Linked DNA regions of Mus musculus: region 1 is linked to region 2. Evidence: chromatin contacts called from public HiChIP or PLAC-seq data. All regions are on one chromosome and are shown on one strand. The core of a region is the stretch at or near the end of the contact, and the rest is flanking DNA. Distances in the headings are between cores, read along the strand shown. Region 1 holds the start of Myo1h (myosin 1H). Region 2 holds the start of Fam222a (family with sequence similarity 222, member A).

Region 1 (5,338 bases), core at 841-3,340, 280 kb after region 2:
GGAAGGGGAGTGGGGACAGTCACCTCCTCCCTCCTGAAGCTGCAGGTCTTCAAGTGGTTTCAGTGGCAAGCTTGACTCTTGCAAAGGGAACCTGGGAATTCACAAAGGAGGAGAGTTTTGGCTTAAAACAGTGCAAGCAAGGGAGCCAGGTCTGTGTGCTTACTCAAGAGACGTGTCTCAGGCTGCAGACATGGCTCAGTGCGTACAGTGTTCGCTGTGCAAGCTTGAGGGTGAGCCCCAGAACTCAAGAAAGGAGAGGGAGAAAGCATAATTTCTTGGGGGGTAGGGCTGTAGGGGGGCGGAGACAGAACAAACACTCACCAGCCAGCTGGTGTAGTGCACACAGAGGGAAATAACAAAAGGGGCCCTGTCACAGACATACACGCAGAATACACACACACACACACACACATACACACACACAAACACTACACACATACACTCACTCATACACATACACACACCATACACACACTCATACTACTCTCTCATACACATACTCATACACACTCATACTCTCACATACACACATTCACACACACACTGACTCTGTCTTACACATACACGCTCATCTTCACACTCACCCACATTTACACATGCTCTCACACACACATTCAAACACTCTCCACACATAATCACATTCTCTCACATACACATTCATACACACACACACACATGCTCACACACACCTTCACACTTACACACTCTATAATACACATATTCACACTTCATCACATGCATACACACACTTTCTCACACACTTACACATACATACACACTCTCACTCACACACATATACTCTCTCCCTCTCTCACACACACATTCACACTTATTCTCATATGCACACACACACTCTCTCGCACACTCTCATATACACACACACTTACTCTCATACACACTCTCTTATACACACACACTCACAGCCGCCACAACATTAAAAGCGACCCATGACCTTCTTTGAGGACATGCCTACCCCTCTCCCCTCTACCAAGCAATCAGGCTATGCCCACCCTCTGAAGCCACTTCCTGCACTCAGCACCCTGAGCCAGTTTGCAGCCATGGCACAGAAAGCCATCCCCATACACACACCTGGGCGGCCTCAGGCCAAAGCCTGTTGTGAGTGCTGGTTGCCAAGGCAACAGTATTTGGTGCTATAGAAATGGATAATTAGCTGAATGGATCCATGACAGGCTCTGGCTAGAGTTCCTGGTGTGGGAGGCTCCTGTGTGTGGTTACTGAGCTCTGACTACGTATCCCAGTGTTTCTGTGACCCTCTTTGGTTATCCAGGAGGAGACAATCCATCAATAAATCCTGTTCTCTAAACAGACATGCTGAGATCATTCTTCAGGAGCAGGGGGTGGGGGGAGAAAACGAACAGAAAACAAAAAACAAAACAAAACCAAAAAACACCCTTGTAAGTACATAAGCAGCATGCTACATTGAGGCTGTCTCTGCCATTGGTTTCTTTAGCTTCTTCCCAATGCCGACCCAGGCAGTCTGGATAAAAAAACTTACAGACACTACATGTCTAGGCACCAATCGTAATGGTTTTCTCCAACACTGGGTCACTGTCAGTGACCACTGTATCCAGGCTGACACAATCACCACCAGCTACCTGCGTGGCTCACTAAAAGAATAAGTAAGAGAACACTTCCATCCCCCTGCCACGCCAGCCACTCCTAAAGTCCTCAGAAACCACCCTTGTCCCATAGTCCCAGCCCTGGACGGTATGCTAGTGACCACTCTAGCTTCCCGCTCTTTGGTTCTAAACGGCAGCTCATCCCTTGGATGATGAAGAGTCGTCATCTACTTGATCACCTGAAACAAAAATTTTCACCCAACAAGTACGAAATTTCAGGTGCGAACCCAGTCCTTTCTTGCCTTGGAAGCCTGGGGATGGAAGGAACTGTCGCTTAGACTTGGTGGAAGAGAGGATTCCATCCTCCGGCCCCATTACCTTGGATCCCATGGTGTTTGTAGAGAGAGTGGCGGAGAGCAGTTGTAACCACTACTCTGCTGGAGCCGGGCAGCGCAGTGCCTGGCGATCCTGCAACGCGCGACACTCTGCATCAAGGTCCGTGGAGATTCTAGATGGCCAAAGTATAGAGCGGTGAATAATTCATACTGGGAGGCTGGGACTGCGCCTGCGGCTGCCCACCTGAGGACACACAGGGCCCTTCGAGGTTACAAGAAGTGGAAACCGGACCCATTGGATCACGTTACGCCACCGCTGACCTCTGATTGGTCCCTCTGGGCGGATGCCTGCTGACAAGGTAGGGCCTCTGAGCTGTGCTGGCACCTGCTCAGGTTCCACAGACACCTGCGGGGACTCTGCCCACACCCTCACACCAAAGCTGCAGTTAGTTAAGGTGAGGGTGCCTGTGTTGGAGACGACCTTCATGGCTCCCAGGTCCACCTTTACCATCCATCACATACAAGGCAGGCTTTCTCTCATGACTGAACGGCTGCCCTGATCTTCTCCGAAGCGAGAAGGTAATGGTGCTGATGGCCCCCTTTTCCTACGCCCCCCCCCCAGGACTCCAGACACATGTCTGTGGGGCACGATTCTACCTTCCTCTAGTTGTGCTTGGCTCAGTCTCAGCGCTTGGCTCTCCTTTGAGAGACAAGATGGAATGGACCAATGGGAAACATGGTTATACATTTCCTTAGAAACATCCAGGAAAAAAATCGTTCCTCCCCTTGGTTAGTGGTACAATGGGCATGCAAGCCCTCTCAGCCACCAGTGCCACCAGCCTGGGCCAGCCTGCTCTTCTGTTGCTATGGTAAATACCACGGCTGAAAGCAACTTGGGGGAGGGAAGAGTTGATTTCAGCTTATATGTTACAGATTATAGTCCATCATTAACTGAAGCCAGGGAAAGAGCCTCCCAGTTGGGACCCTGGAAGCAAGAACTGAAACAGATCACAGAGGAGTCCCCGTTTGCTGGCTCCCGCAGCTGCCTTTCTTATACAGCCAAGGGATGCTGCCGCCCACAGTGGGCTGGGCCCTCTTAAATCAATTAGTAATCAAAAACGTGGATTACAGACGTGTCCACAGGCTCCTCGGATAGAGGCCAGTTTCTCCACGGGCAGACGAGCCCTCTTTCCAGGTGTGTCTCAGTTTTGGTGTCACATGGACAAGAGAAGTCTGGCACAGTCAAGGAACGAAGGCTTCATAGAGAGAGTAGAACTGAACAAAACCACTTGGAAATAGAGTCGGGGACCGGAGGCCACTGTGAAGTCACTAGATGGAATTGTGCCTCTGTGACTTTTTCAGTTTTATAAGCCAGACTACAGCTGCAAACCTCTGATAACCTGATCAACAGCCAATTCCGGAGAGACTACCGTCTCCTCACAGGTGTAACTTGGCCGTTTGCAAGTTACAGGCAAAGAGCCCCGATTCTGAGATGGTATAGAACAAAGCCGTCCTTGACATCATCTGTGGCCTCCAACCAACTCCCTCCCCTTTCACCTCCCTGCCTTGTTTGTACCCATCTGTGGTGTGAGCCAGTATGCACCCAACCTCAGGTGTAAGAACTTCTTATTTACAACTAAGTAACCCCGGTCTGGGGGTCTCTACAGAGCATGACTCCCAAGGGCAGGCTGGAGATGTGACTCCGGCAAGCGCTTGCCCTGCCTGCAAGCAGTTTTACAGAAGTTGGGCGTGGTGGAGCTTGCTTGTTGGTTCAGTACAGGAGAGACAGAGGCAGTTTCCCGGGCTTGTCTGCCACTCAGTCTATAGGGAAGAGAGACCCAGCCTCGAAACACAAGGTAGCAGGCATCTGAGGAATGTTAACAACACCCCCTGGTCTCTGCACACGCATGCTCCTGCACACATGCAAAAACAAAAACCCAAAGCGAAGACACAACCACTCACTTTGTAGGTGTGTGGTTCTTCTTTAAAACTTTTTTGTTTGTACTGTGGGGCCTCAGCTCGGTGGCAGAATGTTTGCCAGACGGGCCAGTTCCAAGGCTCCACGCTGAGGTGTGTATACACACAGATTCCTGCAGATACACAGATACAGAGTACTTCAGGAGAGCCAGCGAGAGCTCTGTATGCCTGAAGCAGCCGGCAGTCTTCACCTCTGGTTTCTGATTGGTGTCAGTCAGCAAGTGCCGCTGGGAACTTTAGGGGCCTTACTGCTCCTTGCTTAGGACAAACAAGGTGCTCAGAAAGATCTCATTCGGGCGTCTCTTCAGTGAAGTCCATCCATTCAACCAATTGGTGCTTGCGCTTGCGTAGCGGGGATTTCCAAGATGGCGTTTTTTTTTTTTTTTTAAAGGATGGATGATTTTTTTTTAAAAAAGCCCTCATCTCTCAGGAGAAGAACTTGGGTGAATGGCTCCTGAGGCTCAGAAAGGGGTGGGGAAGGGGATGGAGACAGAAGCCAATGGGCTCAGGGTGGGTTAGACCGGAGAGGTAGCTTTTGTGTTCCTATAACACCTTCAGACAGCCCTCCCTGACATCCGGCCATGGTATGCTTTGGAAAGTAGCTCTCCAGGAAGAATTTTGAATATTTTCAGCAAGGAAAAAACGAAAAAACAATTGGGTATTGAAATGTTTCACTGCCCCCCCCAAACCTCCTCCGAAGTCTTCACACTGTCCAAGAAGGGCCAGTGCTTATCCGGAGGGACAGAGAGCTTACTAACAAGACGGGTACCACATGGTCCAAATGAAGTCCTTTAGCCGCATCCAGCTTTATCCAAGGACAGCTATCTTTTGAACACGGACCTTAGGTGCAGCTGGAGTGAATTGTATTCTGGGAATTAAGTCAGTCTCAGAGGTGTGTGTTTTCTCCCATCTGCAGGCCTAGATTTTAGGTAGATACGTAAAATCACATGTATGTGTTTGACACGAAAGGATACTGAAATGCCCAGGGAACAAACTGGGTGAATGAGAGGGGGCAAAAGGGGTGTGGGGGATACACTCAACATATCCTGCACACTTGCATGAGAATGCATACAACAAATCAGGGGCACGAGAGACCACTCCTCTCCCAGAGGACCTGTGTTCAAGTCCCAGCTCACAACCACCTGTAGCTCTAATTGTGAGGGATGTGACGCCCTCTGCTGGCCTCTGTGAGCACTGCATGCATGTGGTTCACAGCCATCCATGCAGTCAAAACACACACACGCTTATACTAAAATAAATTAGTCAAACATTATAATAAATTTTAGACATTTGGTCATAAAAATTATTATCTCTCTTCCTAGGCTTAGATATTTTTATTGTATAACATTAATATATAGTTTCAGTAAAGATTGAAATCAATAAATATTTTACTTATTAGGATTATTATGCTGGGAAAGATTTTTTAATCTTATTTTTTATTAGGTA
Region 2 (5,544 bases), core at 1,553-4,052:
GGCCTATACCTGGTTTAGAGCAACTGGTCGGGGCACTGGTTAAGTGCCAGTGATGGGAGCATTGGGAGGGGGCGGGGCTTAGGAATATGCTGCAGGAATGGTTCATACACCTGCCCTGTCACATGAGACTCCAGGACACAGAACAAACACCTCAGTGCCACCCTGCCCCATTCAACCCTCAGACAGCTCTGAACTACTCATCCGGTGTGTTGCTCTTCTATCCGCCCCGCCCCACCCCCCCACCCCCACCTGCCCCTAGGTCAGGATCGCCACCCATTAAAGTTCTGTTACCATCTATAAACCTGTCTTCCACCAGGAGAGCCTGCCAGGGGCTCTGAGTAGCCCAGGGCCATCTCACATGAAGAAGGCTGGCTTTTTCACTATCTCTGGCAGGTGGGTTTCATGCTATATAACCCCCCCCCCCCCAGGGCTACAGATAGGAGCCTAGCAGGTATAAGGGAACAGGCTGGACTCACAAGGCCTGGCAGAAGTTACCACTGTGTTCAGTTCACCCAGGAAACCGTCCTAGGACAGGGGTGCCTCCCCTATGCCCAAGTCCTGGAGATTCTGAATGGGGTGGGGGGAGCACCGAGGCCAACCCACTGGAGCTGCCTGGCTGCGCATCATCACTTCTTTGACTTGAGCCTTGGGTTTCTCATCCACAAAATGGGTCACAGCACAATCCACTCCTGAGAAGCAGCTGAGATGCCGCAAAATGCCTGGCGCTCTGGAAGACGCCGGGTAAGCTGGCAACTCCCCACACACACCGCTCCCCCCCCCCCCCCCGTCTGGCGCTCACTGCCAAGCCCAGGGAGCAGAGGGAAAGGAACAGAAGGAGTTGCCCAACTCTGACAGCCTTTCCCTCTGCCTTGGCTGAGGGACTGTAAATACTCCACAGAGGGCCTCCAACCGCGTGTTTGTGTGTGTGTGTGTGTGTGTGTGTGTGTGTGTGTGTGTGTATCTCTGGCGCACACTCCAAGTTTGTTTCTAAGCTGGGAAGTGTTGAGAGAGGCCGGGCAAACAGCCCTGTGCCCACAGCCTCCCCTCTCCACTCCACCCCCAATCTGCTGTTGTGCCGCTGGCTGTCCTTGGAAGCTTGCGTGTAAAGAAACCCTTCAGCTGGAAACAGGATCACCCCACCAAACCTCCAAAGTGGCCTCCCCCCCCCACCCCGGTATTTATTGACCTGTTAATGGAAGAGCCTGGGAGGAGGCTGTAAAAATGGTCTGTAGAGAAACCCTGTCTCACCTGTCGTCCCCGCCCCCCCCCCCCATGGGAGCAACAATGCCAGCGTCTTCAATCTTTCCCCTAGAAACTTGACTGTGGCTATTTTACCCCCTATCTGGCCCTGGCAGTGATTGCTGGGATGGGCAAATGAGAGTAAGCAGGCTGTGGCTTGGGAGCTCTCTGGGCTCCATACTGTACAGGGCTGCTGCCAGAGTTCGGTGGGGAGAGGAGGGCTCTCAGCATCTCCACCTATCCCCCCTGGCCTGGTATTTGCTTAATGAGCATCTATTACACTGCTTGTCAAAGTCATCTTAAATGACAGAAGGGGAACAGCTAAGGCAGGAGTCCCAGCTGGACCATGGCCCCTTACCTTGAAGAGCAGGGGAGTTCCCTGAACTTACACAGACAGACAGACAGACAGACAGACAGACACACACACACACACCAGGAAGGTCCTGGCTCCCCTCTCTCTCTGGCTCAGGCAGGACATTCACCTTTTCAAGAGAAGCCTGTTTGAAGGCTGAAGCCCACATTTTTCTGGGGACCCTGGGAACTCCAGTTGCTGGCTGGGTACATGGTAGGGTTCATGGGGACCTCCTTTTAAGCATCCTGCTTAAAAGTAAGAGGTTGCTCTGTTTGGGAGTCTGGGAGACTCCAGACACTGCAGGAGACATAGGCAGAGTTCTGAACACCTGTCCTCAGGGGCAGGGACAGCTGGCACTGCCTGCCTCCCTCCCCCACCTCGAGTGGGGATTTAGGTCATAAGATTGCGGCCGGGGAGGACAGGGAGTTGGCCTTCACCTTCTACTACACCAAGGCATTCGGCCTTGGCCATTCTGGCTCCACTCAAAGCCAGCTGTGTTGTCACAATTCTGGTGACATCAAAGGTCGGGCAGTGATGTCACATGCAGCCCATTGGAACATGCTGTCTTTGTGAGTTATTTGTAACAATAGACACACAAATGTCTTGCCTGGAAAGACACCATCCTCAGACATGAAGTTTTGGGACTCCCTGTCTCTGAGCTCTGTCTCTTTAAGATCCCAAAGGTGGTTTTGTAGACCCCCTCCATGCTGGCCAACCCTGGCTGCCCCCAATCAATCTTTACAAAAGTACAAGATTCCCTAAGAATCTCCAGAGGACAGGGCCACCACCTTTGTTAGCTTCATGGGTGGGGTGCCTTTCCTCTGACAAATACCGATGTCAGTAGAATACCCACGAGGGTCCACAATCTCCACTCCAGCCAGTCCAAATAAGTTGTGTGGGCAGGACAAGGGTGGACAAGTAGCATTGCTGTCTCTGGGCACCCAACAACCTAGGGCCCTTTTAGGGCCAGTCCAGGTTGCCAGGTTGCGAGGAGCTGTCCCCAGCTCAAACCCAAAATTCTGCACCCCGCAACTCACCGTATCAGGCAGTCGGACGAAGGGCACCAAATCTCAGAGGCCACGACGCTCCGATCTGCGGGTTGCGGCCATGCAGGGGTGATAAAGATTGCTGGAGAAAGGCCCCCTTAGGGGGCCGATGTCTTTCTTCGTATGGAAAGGGGAGCCGTCGGTGAGGGCGATCCCTGCGTCCGGAAGCGCCGTCCGAAGTCGGAAAAAGGTTTTTTTTTCCCCCCTCTCAGTACCCGTCGCGTCCGCCTGGGACCCCGGCCGCTCGCGCGCTCAGGCGGCGCATCCTCGCAGGAGACTGTGCTCCATACGTCCGGCGGGAGGCGCTGCGCCTCCCTTCGGGGCCCGGCTCACCGCTGCAGCTCTGCCCGCGCCTCTCCCAGGGCGCCCTCTCCGTCCGCGCTGGGAGGCCGGCGGCCGCGGCCCCTCTCGCCAGCCCCAGCTGCAGCCTGTCTTTGTTGCTTCCTCTCGCTTGCCCTCCCGCCCTCGGCTTGCAGCTCCCGGCTTTGCTCAGAGGTGGAGAGTCCGTCTCCTCGGAGGGTTGCACGCACCTGCAGCGGCCCGGGCTCCTCGCCCGGCGTGCACCGGCCCCCGCAGGTTGCAGAGAGCAGCGCCGAGAATGAGCCGGCCCCTCCTCCTCCTGCTCCGAGCTCCGGGTGTGGGGGGAGGGGAAGCCGGCGAGCAGCGGCAGTGGCAGCCGCAGCGAGCGGCAGAGACTGGGATGTAGCCTCGCGGGCCTTGGCGCTGAGGACCAGCAGATCCAGCAGGCGCAGGGCAGACTCGGGGATGGAGAGCCGTGCACCCGGTATGGTGCTCGAGCGCCGCAGCAGCGGTCGGCGCACAGGTCTCTCCCGTGCCCGTGGCCCGGGACGGTTCGCGGGGCTCCCGGAGCCGCAACCTCGCGCTGCCCAGCACCCTCGCCTAGCCTCGGGCCCGGCTCTTCGCCCGGCCTGGCCGGCGCGCGCAGCCTCTTCGCAGAGCTGCCGGCCCGGCAATGCTGCCCGCTGCTCCGCTCCGGCACGACTGACAGGCGCGGGCGCCCGCTCCTGCCGCTGCGTCTCACCCCCGGTCCGCCCCCCGCGTTACGGCCCAATCAGCTGCAGCCGAGAGGCGGTTACCACGGTGACGCGGCGCCGCGTCCTCCGCGAGGCGGGGCTGGGGGCCGCCACGCGCGCTTTTCGCGGCAAAATTCAAAGGCCGGCAGGGCGGCTCTCCAACCTTTTTCCCCAAGCGGGGATGAGGCGGGTCCTGCTCCTAGAGGACTACAACTCCCGGCTTGCTGCGAGCCTAAAACAGGCGAAGGAGTCCCGATTGGAAGGGCAAGGCATGCTGGTTGTTGTAGTCCCTTTGTCGAAGACCTAAAGGGTTGAAAGCAGGTAATCCTATTCACTGAGTACCTGTTTGAGGGTAGGTACTATGCATTATTCCGTTTACTCTTGGAACAGGCCCTATGAGGAGTGTGTTAAAGATAGTAAAAATAGGTTGGGGTGACACCAAATGGTAAAGGGTGCGGTTTGCAAGACCCAACATCAAACCTTGGGACAACCTAAACACACACACACACAGAGCAAAGTGCATACTACACTTAAATTTTTCAAAACTGTGAGATTGGCTTTATGGCCTACATTTTACAGAGGAGAACACTGATATTTGACACTTGTTCTCAGTTTACGGACAAAACTAAGACGTGAAGCTTCCCGATTGCCTTTTCCACGGAGCGACTGGGGATGGTGGTGGAGTTTTGGGCATCAGCGCTGAGATCTGTGGAACACAAACCACATGCTGAATCCTTGGTCAGCTCCATCCCACAGATGTATACATTGACCGCGGGAGTCAGGCACTTAGTATTTTCTATGTTGCTCCTGTTGGTCTCAAACTCCTAGCTTCAAGCCATCCTCCTGCCTCAGCCTCCAGAGTGCAGAAAATATGACCACAAGCCACCATACCTGGTAAGGCTCCGGTTTGTCGTCCATTTAACAGGTAGGGAAACTGAGGCACAGTATCACCTAAAACTAAGTAGGTGTTTCCATTCTTACTTGCCTGACAGCCCACAGGTAGCAGACAGGGAAACTGAACCCTGGGAGACACAGATTCCTAAACTGTTAAAATGTCTGTCACAAGACTGGGCAGTAGTGTCACATGCCTTGAATCCCAGCACTTGGGAGGTAGAGGCAGGTGGATTTCTGAGTTCGAGGCCAGCCTGGTCTACAGAGTGAGTTCCAGGACAGCCAGGGCTACACAGAGAAACCCTGTCTTGAAAAACTGAATTAAAAAAAATGTATGCCACAAAAGAAGTTGAACACCCAGCTTTCCAGACAGAACTTCAGGATCCCTGCAGAAACGTAAAACATCAATCAGACACCCCCATCCAGCCTCCAAGACACCCCCATCCAGCCCCTTTAGGGGCTTTATCTTAGGGATGCTTAGTGATCTCAGGCTTTATCTTAGTGATGCCTGGCGTCCTCCCAGAACCTTGCCTGCGGTTGACCTTGGCCGTTTATCTTCAAGGCTTGGTGTCTGTAAAATGAGAAGACATATCTTAATCTCCTCTGTATCTGGCCGTTGTGGGGGGGGGGGCAAGAGAGAGCACCAGATGCACTCAGCAAGTGTTTAGTGGTGGTCCTCCATCCTAGAGGGCTGGTGAGCGCATCCAGGGTTTTGTGTGGATTGCAATCAGGCCTTAGCCTACTTTCAGGAGCCGAGCAGAGAGCAGAACAACCGCTAACTAGAACCTGGAAGAGGCACTGGCAAGGGACCTCCAGGGCAGGCCCAAGTAGGCCACACACTCCTTATCTGGGGCAGAAGCTGGCCCTGTTTCGGGTCTCAGATCAGCACTGTGAATGAGGTTCCAGCAGCCCCAGCCTGCCTCTGCACTTGGCTGTAGTTCCCAGTGGCTGCCTGTCCATCCTTCCTCCTTGGCCCCTCCCT

What was found. HiChIP or PLAC-seq counts read pairs in DNA pulled down with a chosen protein or histone mark.
Region 1: a contact with region 2 is called in an H3K4me3 HiChIP or PLAC-seq map of stem cell-derived neural progenitor cells, with 2.8 times the contacts expected there. The contact joins the promoter of Myo1h here to the promoter of Fam222a in region 2. A contact is called at or near these places in 5 of 39 promoter capture datasets (the 3T3-L1 cell line, embryonic stem cells, hippocampal neurons and 1 more), 3 of 115 datasets of contacts at active chromatin or transcription factors (embryonic stem cells, pancreatic cancer cells and stem cell-derived neural progenitor cells) and 1 of 9 other capture datasets (embryonic stem cells).

Annotation. Positions count from the first base shown.
Region 1 is chr5:114,286,005-114,291,342 of GRCm38.p6, reverse strand. It overlaps Myo1h (myosin 1H), which reads right to left and starts at 2,090. Exons shown (of 32, transcript NM_001164573.2): 1 at 1,959-2,090.
Region 2 is chr5:114,565,509-114,571,052 of GRCm38.p6, reverse strand. It overlaps Fam222a (family with sequence similarity 222, member A), which reads right to left and starts at 2,802. Exons shown (of 3, transcript NM_001004180.1): 1 at 2,629-2,802.